2 separate regions of the Rattus norvegicus genome follow, and region 2 is linked to region 1. A link is a contact called in public HiChIP or PLAC-seq data. All regions are on one chromosome and are shown on one strand. Each heading gives the region's core, a stretch centred on a gene start, on an enhancer-like site or on the middle of the called end of the contact. The rest is flanking DNA. Distances are from core to core; before and after follow the strand shown. Region 1 holds the start of Ube2r2 (ubiquitin-conjugating enzyme E2R 2). Region 2 holds the start of Ubap2 (ubiquitin-associated protein 2).

Region 1 (5,196 bases), core at 745-3,244:
CTTCACTTAGTCACTTTAAGCACCTGCATCTAAAAAGCATAGCTGCATGCTGACCACAAAAGATGAAGCAAACAGTTGGTAAGGATACCACACTCTTACATAACACTCTAAAAATGTCCTTTTACTAAGTATTCAGCAACTATCACATGCACGAATGTTAAGCATTCCCTATCAATCCTATTTTCAACAAAGTTGACCCAGTTTAAAGCCTGAAACTTGAGGCTTTTGAACGGTAGAAAATAAGAGTTAAGTAATTGGGTAGTCCTAAAAATACACATCACAACTACATGACTAAGATATTCGTTTAAAACTTGTGCCAAGATAACCCCTCCCTTCAAAACAAACTAAAATTGACTCATTGGCCTATTTTACCTAATTTTGGAAATAAAATAATAAATGGGTTCCTGGGGCTGGGGATTTAGCTCAGTGGTAGAGTGCTTACCTAGGAAGCGCAAGGCCCTGGGTTCGGTCCCCAGCTCCGAAAAAAAGAACCAAAAAAAAAAAAAAATAAAATAAAATAAAATAAAAAAATAAATGGGTTCCTAAACACCCATTTCCTCTGTCTCTACCCCTACTCCATCTTCACTCAGGGATTCTACCCTCCCAAAACAAACAAACAAACAAACAAAAAACGCTTCAGTCAAATCAAGACAAAAAAAAAAAAAAAACAACTCAGTATCTCCAAGTACTGAACTCAGGAATAATTCATGGAAAACAATAGAAACAATGTCTATATAGTGGCTGCCTAAGGAACCACTCCACCACGAGAAACCCTGTCACCTCGGATGCGGCTCATCTGTGGGACGACCCCATTTGCTGGAGCTAACAACCACCTAAGGAAAAGCTTTTAATCTTGTCTCCCTAAAGTGGGAAACTATCCATCTGCCTGACGTGTTCCACCCTTTGTGGATGTTTGTACATGGGGGGTGGGGGGTTGCTAGTAAACTCGGTAGGAAAGGACAAAGGGCATTTTGGCAACAGCAGAGACTGACTATAAAGTAAATGGGAAAACGAGGGCAAAAAAGAGGACTAAACTGAAGTCCCCTCAAGCGGATGAACAGAAAGACAACGCCAGCACACCACCCTCCCTTTTTTGGCCACCCCCAGGGTCCTCTTCCTTATTACCACCTACAGTAAGCAAAAGTTGAACTACCACTACCCAAGACCAACAAATCCTCCAAATGTCAGGGCACCAGCCACATAGGAAATGACAGACTAATATTCCTCCCCCACACCACCCCCCCAAAAAAAGAGAAAAGTCCAATCCAATAAGTGCAGGTCACCCTGCCCTCTGGGGCAGTTCCAGCCTGCGCAGAGAAGGCTCGGATGGATCGAGAAAGAGAAGATAGACCATCTCTATTTCCACACACCCCTCAGCTGGAGAAACAAAACAAAGGCAACCCTCCTTCCCGGTAGCCACTACCCCAGCCACAGAGGCTTTCCTATTTCCCGGTGCAGTCTGGCCTCCCGCCCCCGCCCCATGACAAAGAAAAGGCACTTGGTGAGCAAGGCCTTCCTGCCTCTACGGATGGGGGAGGGGGATGCGAGGTGAGGAGCCCCCTCGGCTCCCCAGAGCTCACGCTCCGGGCCAGCGGCGGAAAGCGGAGACAGGGGAAGCTGGGCCGGGAAAGGGTGGCGGTACCTTGAAGTAGCCGCCTTCGTAGAGGGTGTTAGGGGGTCCGAAGATGGCCACCTCCCAGTTGTAGAGGTCGGACTCATCCACCAGGGTGATCCGGAAGCCCTCCACCGGTTCCTCCTGCAGGGATTTCAGCTCAAGCATCAGGGCTTTTTGCGAGCTGGTCATCTGCTGCTGGGCCATCGCGGCGGCGGCCGTGCGGGGCCGCGGCCCCAGTCCTCGCGCACCGGCCGGGCCGGACCAGGCCCCTCCCCTCCGCTCGCCCTCGGGCCGGGCCGGGCCCCTGTCCTCACACGCCTGGCGGGGCCGGACCAGGCCCCAGACGGCCCGCGGGCCCGCCCGGGGTCCTCCTCACTCACGACGCGGGCCGGCCCGGGCCCTCCTCACACTCGGGCCGGGCGGGGGCGGGCCTAAGGGAGTTGGGGGAATCCGCTCCGGGCCCCGGGCCTCCCCCCCCCCCGGAGGGGGCCTCTACTTGTGGGGGGGGGAGTGGAGGTGGAAGCGAAGGAAGGCGGCGGAGGGCAGGCGATGGTGAAGACAGGGGGGCCGAGCCGGCCCGGGATCGCCGTGCTCGCTTGCCCTCTCGTTCTCCGCGGGGGCCGGAGGGGCGCACGAGGGAGGGCGCGCCGTGCGCTGGGGTCTCGGGACGGCGGCGGCGGCGGCGGCGGCTGCGCAGGGGGAGGGGCGGAGAAGGAGAGCGAGAGCGCCTCGCGCCGCGGGAGCGACAGAGCAGAGAAGGAGGGAGGGAGGGAGGGAGAGGAGGAGGAGGGGCGCGCGCCGGGAGGGGGGCGGCTCGCAGCGGCAGCGGCCCGGTGCGCGTGCGCGCGCCCCTCCCTCCCCCCGCCCTCCTCGCTGTGCTCTGCTCTACTCTGCTCCTGCTCTTGCTCCCGCCTGCTCGCTTCTCCCCCGCCAGGCCCCACGGTGGCTGCGCTTTGTGACGCCTGCGCGTGTCCCCCACCCTTAAAGAGCCAAGCGGAGGTGGGGATCAAGGGCGGGTCGCAGAGGATCGCTTTGGGCCCTAAGTGACGGTTGTGCGGCTGGACGCCGCGGTTCCAGAGGCGTGTCCCGGAAGGAACCTCAGTTCCTTAGGCTCTCGGCGCTATCGCCCTGTGTGTCCCCTGGCCTCCGCAGCCTTCCTATGAGGAGCCCTGGTCCTCTGCGGGCTCCCCTCGGTGACACCCAGGCTGTGGTCCTTACATTTAGTAGTGCTTCATTAGGTTGCGTCTCCTGCAGATCGAGCCCCTAGACAAGTCTCAGGGAAGGCAGTCTCCCAAAGGAGGGCTGGAGAAAAGCAGGCTAGCTCCTGCTTCCTTTTACCGAGAATAGGTTGTGTAGAAAGCGTAGAATACTAATATTGAACCTGATTACGGGGTCTATATGAGATTTGGGGAAGAGTGCTGGCTACACCTTGGTTTACTTCTTTGCAAAATATTGATGTCGGCCTGGTGTGCGCTTGGAAAGGAACAAAAGCAAAATGATCAATATGAGGCCGACCTGGTCTACTTAAGTAGTTCCTTGCCAGTCAGTACTATGTTGTGAGACCCTGTCTCTAAAAACAGAAGGCTGTGGATCTACCTGGACGCATGGCTAGGAAGACACAGTCTTCAGTTCCTGGGTTAGAACATGCTAGGATTGTGGGCTTCGATGGTGGCAAATGCCTTTGATTTCAGCACTTGATTGGCAGAGACAGTCTGATTGTGGGTTCAAGGATAGCCTGGTATACACAGCAAGTTCAAACAGCCAGGGCTACATAGAGAGACCCTGTCAGAAAGAAAGAAAGAAAGAAAGAAAGAAAGAAAGAAAGAAAGAAAGAAAGAAAGAAAGGAAGAAAGAAAGCAGAACACTGAGACAAGTTCCAAACAACCCAAGGTTCAGAAAGCTTCATTTTAACTCCTCACTTGATCAGATTCTGTAAAAGATTAAATACACCTAACAAGGAATTGTAATGATTAAGTTATATTCACAGCATATAAGACTATTTCTACAGAAGATTTACATACAGAGAAACAGTAAAGTTCCTGTGTACTTAGCACCCAGTTTCCCTATTACAACATCTTCCACAGGATAGAGCAATTACTGTGATTTATAAACCTACTGACAGCTCAGCATGATGCTACATGCTTTGTGATCCCAAGGTTCTGGAGGCTGAAGCAGAAAGAGCCTGATTTACAGAAGAACCTGTCGTAAAATACAAGTGGGCAGGGTGTGGTGGGGCACGTCTTTAATCCCGGCACTCCGGAAGCAGAGGCTGGTGGAACTCTGTGAGTTCGAGACCAGCATGGTTTACAGATTGAGTCCAGGACAGCAGGGTTGTTAGATGGGGAAACCCTGTCTTCAAAAGCAAAACAAAACAACCCAGGTGGTGCTGCTGCCCACCTCCAGTCCCAGCACTCTGGGACTACAGACAAGAGGATCAGTTCTGAGACAGCCTGGGCTACACAGGACCCTGTCTCAAAAACAAAGATCCTGCGAGAAGCCTCAGCAGATAAAAGGAACCACTGCTAAGTCTGATAACAGAGGAGTCCCAGGATCCACATGGTAGAAGTAAAAAACTAACTCCCACAAGTTGTTCTCTGACCTACACCCAGCACTTCCCATGACACACACTAAATAAATACATAATGTGATTTTAAATTGTTTAAATATTTTAGATGTATTTTATTCTGTATACACACACACACACACACACACACATGTTTTTGTCTGCTGTATGTCTGTGTTACACATTCAAGCCTAGGGGCTGGAGAGATAACTCAGTGGTTAAGAGCATGTACCTCTCTTCCAAAGGACCTGAATTCAACTTCCAGCACCCACATCAGATCACAAGCACATACAACTCTAGCTCCAGGGAATCTGATGTTCCTGGCCTCTAAGGCACCCGCACTCATATGCACTTACCTACACAGAGATACACATTCACACGTATATGTTTTTAATATAAAAAAGGAGGGCACCAGAGAAATGGTTCTGTGTTTCTGTTCTTGCTAAGGGCCTGGATTTAGTTCCCAGCACCCACATCTTGACTCAAAAGCACTTGTAACTCCACTTACAATGGGATCCAACACCCTTTTCTTACTTCTATGAGACCTATATACACATGGCGCACAGATAGACAGGTAAAACACCCGAAACACTATATATCTTATTTATTTATTTTGATTTTTTTTTCAGACCCGGTTTCATCCCTGTGTAGCCCTGGCCATCCTGGAACTTGCTCTGTAGACCAGGAGTCAAACTCAGGGATTTGCTTGCCTCTGCCTCCCCAGAGCTGCAATTAAAGGGCCTGTAGCACCATCGCTGGCTTTGAAAGGTTGTTTCTAAATGCCAAATGTTTCCATTTCTGCTGTCTTCTTTTTCTTTAAGCAATGGGCTACTTAGTGGCAGATGCCAACATGCAGGTCTCCATGAAGACCTGAGGATTAAGGCAGTCACCCTAGAGGTTGAGCCCAATGACATCATCCTCGGGTCCACAATCCGAGATAAGGAATGCACCCTATACAACCAGAAGCAGCTGATATTCGCTCCCAAGCAGCTGGAGGATGACCACATCTTGTCAGACT
Region 2 (5,196 bases), core at 1,886-4,385, 150 kb before region 1:
TTTCTTATTTTCTTTTTGAGTCAGCTCTCCTACAGTCCAGGCTGCCTTGAGTTTGCTGTGTGGTTGAGGGTAAACTCCTTCTGAACCATCTACCACTACTTTCCTCATTTAGAGATCAAACTAATGTTACCATATACACAGCCCCCACAGCTAGACCCCTAGGGTTCTTTGTGTAGCCCTCTTTAGGACTCCTGGAACTCTCTCTGTAGACCAGGCTAGCCTCTCAGAGATCCTTCTTCCTCTGCCTATGAGGGATTAAAAGTGTATGCCACTAGGCTAGCCTCCTGCCTACAAGGGCAAGAATTTAATGCATGGACCACCTGTCTCCTCTCTCTCCCTGACTCTCTCTTTCTCTCTCTTCTTATTCTCCTGAGACAGAGACTCTCTGTGTAATCCTGTTGGGCCTGGAACTGGTTCTGTAGACCAGGCTGGTCTTGAACTCAGAGATCTGCCTGTGTCACCACTGTCTAAGTCTTTGACTTTCAATAGTGGATTTAATTTTTTTTTTAAATAAATCTTTTCGGGGTTGGGGATTTAGCTCAGTGGTAGAGCGCTTGCCTAGGAAGCACAAGGCCCTGGGTTCGGTCCCCAGCTCCGAAAAAAAGAACAAAAAAAAAAAAAAAAAAAAAAAAAACTTTGACTCTCTCATACATTTCTATAAAACAAGGAGACATAGAGACTGAACTGACCAGACACAATGTTAGTAGATCATTGGCCAAGAAAGATAAGATACACCTACACATGAATAATCAGGATAATATGTTCTTTTTGTTCTGCCTGTAAAATTCAGGCAGAAAAACAAAGACTTCCCTTGAACTGGGCAGGCCTGTTTAAAATTTCAATTGTCTAGACAGGTAGGCTAAATAGATCAAGTCTATTAGTAACTAGCAAGTTAGTAATTAGCACTGTACCCCCATCAGTATAAGAAAAATCCCTTTTCCATCTTGCTTAAACCAGCTGCACCTTATGGGTATAAACAGGGTGTGAACATAATTCTGTTTGTTGAGGGCTTATTGTGTGCCAACCAGATAGTTTATATAATCTCTTTCTCTTTCCTGGGACAGGGTTTGCTGTTGTAGCCCTGGCTGTTCTGGAACTTGCTCTATAAACTAAGCAGACTGGACTCAAACTGGACTCAAAAGAGATCAGCCAGCCTCTGCTTCCTGGGAACAAAGGCTTATCCCACCACTCCGGGCTACTGGACCTCTTAATTTTTACAGTCCAGGAAAACTCAAATTGAGGTAATGTTTACTGAACTACAACGTTGTAGATGTATATGCACTCATAGTCACATTATATTATGTTTCAATGTATAATTTTTTTTTTTTTTGGTTCTTTTTTTCGGAGCTGGGGACCGAACCCAGGGCCTTGTGCTTCCTAGGCAAGCGCTCTATCACTGAGCTAAATCCCCAACCCCTCAATGTATAATTTTTAACAAGATACAGTTCAGCTGTTTAGAATACCTGTCTTTCCAGAGGGTGTTCGTTTGATTTCCAGCACCTAGAATATGAATTATAACTATAACTTCAGTTTCAGAGGATCCAATCCCATTTTCTGGCTAGGCATGCATATGGTGCATATATACATACAGGTAAAACATCCATACACATTATGTATATAATAAAATATACATTTTATATGTATGTATATATTTGAAATATATTATACTAACCAGGCATGGTGGGTGGCTCTTGTGTGTAATCCCACCACTTGGAAGGCCAAGGCAGGATGACTGTGGAGAGTTAGAGGTCACCAAGTACTGCACAATGAGGCTAGGTTAGTATGGGCTGGAGTGAAAGTGTTTTCAACATTTGTTTCTTTTTTTCTGGAAGAGCAGTCAGTGCTCTTTTTTTTTTTTTTTTTTTAATTTTTTTTTAAGATTTATTTATTTGTAAGTACATTGTAGCTGTCTTCAGACCAGAAGAGGGCATCAGATCTCACTACAGATGGTTGTGAGCCACCATGTGGTTGCTGGGATTTGAACTCAGGACCTCTGGAAGAGCAGTCAGTGCTCTTAACCACTGAGCCATCTCTCCAGCCCTCAACATTTGTTTCTTTTTTTTTTTTTTTGGTTCTTTTTTTCGGAGCTGGGGACCGAACCCAGGGCCTTGCGCTTCCTAGGTAAGCGCTCTACCACTGAGCTAAATCCCCAGCCCCAACATTTGTTTCTTAAAGATAAGCTAGTGAGTGATTAATCATCATTTGAGTCTAGCGGTGGTGTCACACGCCTTTAATCCCAGCACTCAGGAAGCAGAAGCAGGTGGATCTTCGTGAGTTTGAGGCCAGTATTGAACTACAGAGTGAGTTTCAAAACAGGGAAGCCCTGTCTCAAAAACCTAAAACACTCTTCCTTTCCTATTTGCAAAACCGGACCGATCTTGGGCTAGAACACGACTGTATAAATCTCTAACATCGCGTAGGCGCTCAAGAAATGGTAGTCGTTTCCTGTAGAAGAGAGTTGGGAATGCAGAAAGCAATCCGCATTTGAGTACATTGAAGTCTCGAGGCCTTCAGCGGGAGGACGTTCTGGGTGTCTCGGTTTGGCGGCTGGCCGTTGGCGTTTTCCCGCGCAGAGGGCAGGGCGGAGCGCCAGTCCCGCAACGTGGTAGCTGAACCCACTCTCCGCCAGAACTACACCTTCCTGCAGAAACCACGCTGGTTCGCTTGGCAGGTGGCACCCAATGGTACTAGCTCGGAAGCTAGCCATGCGGTGCTCGTTGGAGCCAGAGTCAGGACTTGTATCTACAAGCTCGCCGAGAAAAGGCGGCCGTAGACAGTGCTTTTGCCGCGCAGCACGCTGGGAGTTGTAGTTCGCTCCCGCAACGTCTAGTAGCCAGGCTTGCTTTGAGTGGCTGTACCCTGTCACGTGACGACAGAGACGCACGCATCGAGTATCTTGCAGTGTCTCTGAGGTCATCATAGAGCGACCGCACGCCTTAATAGTGGGTTCTCTGTAGGCTGTGGATAATACGACCCTGAAACTCCGACCACTCGCAATGCTAGCATCCCCGCCGCCTCCACATAGTCCCTCTCGCTCAGCTCCCAGAGCTGTGTTAACCAGCCGGGTAACCGCGTTCAAGCTTCAAGTACTGGCTCCGCCCTCTCCCATGACGTAGGGATCACGTGACGGGCAGGGCCGCCTCTGCCGCCGCCGCCGCTTTGTAAGAGGCACATTGGCAGGTAACGAGCGGCGGCGGCGGCGGCGGGTCCCGAGTCCAACGAGAGCAGCAGCGGTAATTGCCACACTATCCCCTTCAGTCTCTTTTCCAGAGCCATGAACCCTGCGGTGTATGCTTTCTGGACCAGGGCTTAGGTCTTCTGAACTCCCAACCCCCTTTGGGATGCCCCAGCGTCTACCCGGGTGGACCGGGCCGAGCTTCCCTCGCTGGCTTCATGTTTCTGTAGTGTGTCCAGGCCTGGGCACTCTCCTTCCTCTCCCGCTCAGGTTGCCCTGTGCTTCCTGCTCCCCCCAATCCTAGTTGGCCGGCCCCACCCAGCCCCAGGGGGCGCCTTCCCCTCCCCCACTTTGGGTTTTTATCCTGGAGGGTGTGGTTTTCTCTCCCACCTCGGTCCCGGCGTGTTGGCTGGAGCTTCTCCGCCACGCTGTCGCCCTCATTCTGACCACCTTTCCGCTTTCTCGTCTGGCGGCGTTCCTGGGACTGGTCTTAGAGCCCAACTTCTGCGCTTTAGTCTCTCCCTACTTAACCTGAAGGCATAGTTCAGTTTTACTACTTTTCATTCCTGAGGTCTTTGGTGTTAGTTGAAACTCAAGTTTTCTTTCTCCTGCCCTGTTCTTGAAGTCTGTTTGTGTCATAGTTTATTCTTTAACGTAAGTTAAGAGTGCTTGTGAACTGTAAAGCGTGCCTGTTAGAAAATCAAATGCTAATTCTTGAACCTGGTGCATTCCAACTCGGTTTTCCTTACCAGTTTCTTTATCACTTTACTATCCAGCTTTCCCAAAACCTTTCCCCCTACATTTTCAGTTTTAGTTGCCCAGGCATAGCAACTGTCACCACTCAGGACTCTTGTTTTCTCTTGGGGTTGGTCTTGGAATTCTTCCTGCTGTTTCTTGCTTTAACATAATCTCATACGCCTTTCTACTTCATTTCCAAGGTGCACACTCTGCCTACTCCTACTTTTTACTTTTCTCCAGCAATTGTGTACAGTAATAATTGGAGCTTTGGTGATTCCATGAAGTGCCCAGAGATCATCTTTTGGAGAGCATTCCTTTTTTGGGGGCGTTTTTGAGAGAGGGATGCACTCACTCCCTAGCTAAGGCTGGCTTTCTATTCAAAATCCTCTTGGCTCTGTCTGTCTCTCTTCTCCCTCCCTTCCTCCCTCCCTCCCTCCCTCGCTAGCTTTTGGAAACAGGGTTTCTTCATATTGAGGACTTGCTTTGTAGACCATGCCGGTCTTGCACTCATAGGGATCCACTTGCCTCAGCCTCCCAAGCACTGGGATTAAAGGCATGAGTCACCATGCACCTCTGGCCTCAGTCTTTCCTTGCTAGGATCAGGTTGCATGGATTACAGGCAAACATTACTGTGCCTGGTTACAATGAACTCTTTGCGTTCTCTTTCTTTGTTTTTTAAATTTATTTATTATATATAAGTACACGGTGCCAGATGAGAAAGTGGAAAGGTGTACACTGTCTTCAGACACACCGGAAGAGGACATCGAATCCCATTACAGATGGTTGTGAGTCACCATGTGGTTGCTGGACCATGTGGTTGCTGGGAATTGAACTCAGAACCTCTGGAAGAACAGTCAGTGCTCTTAACCACTGAGCCATCTCTCCAGCCCTCTTTTATTTTTTTATAAACCCCCTACCAATGGGCATGCCAGTACTCCCTCTGAATTGTCTGGTTTTTGTTGTTGTTTGTTTGTTTATTTTTTAAACCTCCCTTCAGTTTTTCATCGGTGTGATCCTGACTGTCTTGGAACTTACTTTGTAGACCAGGCTGGCCTTGACCTGGAGAAATCGCCTGTCTCTACCTTCAAGTGCCAGGCTTAAAGGTACGAACTACCACCCACCATCTGGTGCTTGTTCTTAGTGTTGGTTTTTCCAATAAAGGTAGAAGGGAGGTGATTCTCATACTCTCACACCTAAGTTCTCCTGTAGTGTAGCTTGGACATTGGGCGATTCTTTAGTATGGTCTTTACCTCTTTTAGGGAAGAATACATCCTACTCTTGGG

The links. HiChIP or PLAC-seq counts read pairs in DNA pulled down with a chosen protein or histone mark.
Region 2: an H3K27ac HiChIP or PLAC-seq map of oligodendrocytes shows a contact between it and region 1, with 2.8 times the contacts expected there. The contact joins the promoter of Ubap2 here to the promoter of Ube2r2 in region 1. A contact is called at or near these places in 1 of 12 Hi-C or Micro-C datasets (the A7r5 cell line) and 1 of 1 datasets of contacts at active chromatin or transcription factors (oligodendrocytes).

The regions. Positions count from the first base shown.
Region 1 is chr5:61,079,350-61,084,545 of GRCr8, reverse strand. It overlaps Ube2r2 (ubiquitin-conjugating enzyme E2R 2), which reads right to left and starts at 1,994. Exons shown (of 5, transcript NM_001127573.2): 1 at 1,643-1,994. The coding sequence starts at 1,819. LOC120103060 (a long non-coding RNA gene) reads right to left here and starts at 1,252. Exons shown (of 2, transcript XR_005505168.2): 1 at 1-1,252. It also overlaps a transcript of Nol6 not described here.
Region 2 is chr5:61,230,698-61,235,893 of GRCr8, reverse strand. Ubap2 (ubiquitin-associated protein 2) reads left to right here and starts at 3,135. Exons shown (of 28, transcript NM_001107928.2): 1 at 3,135-3,233.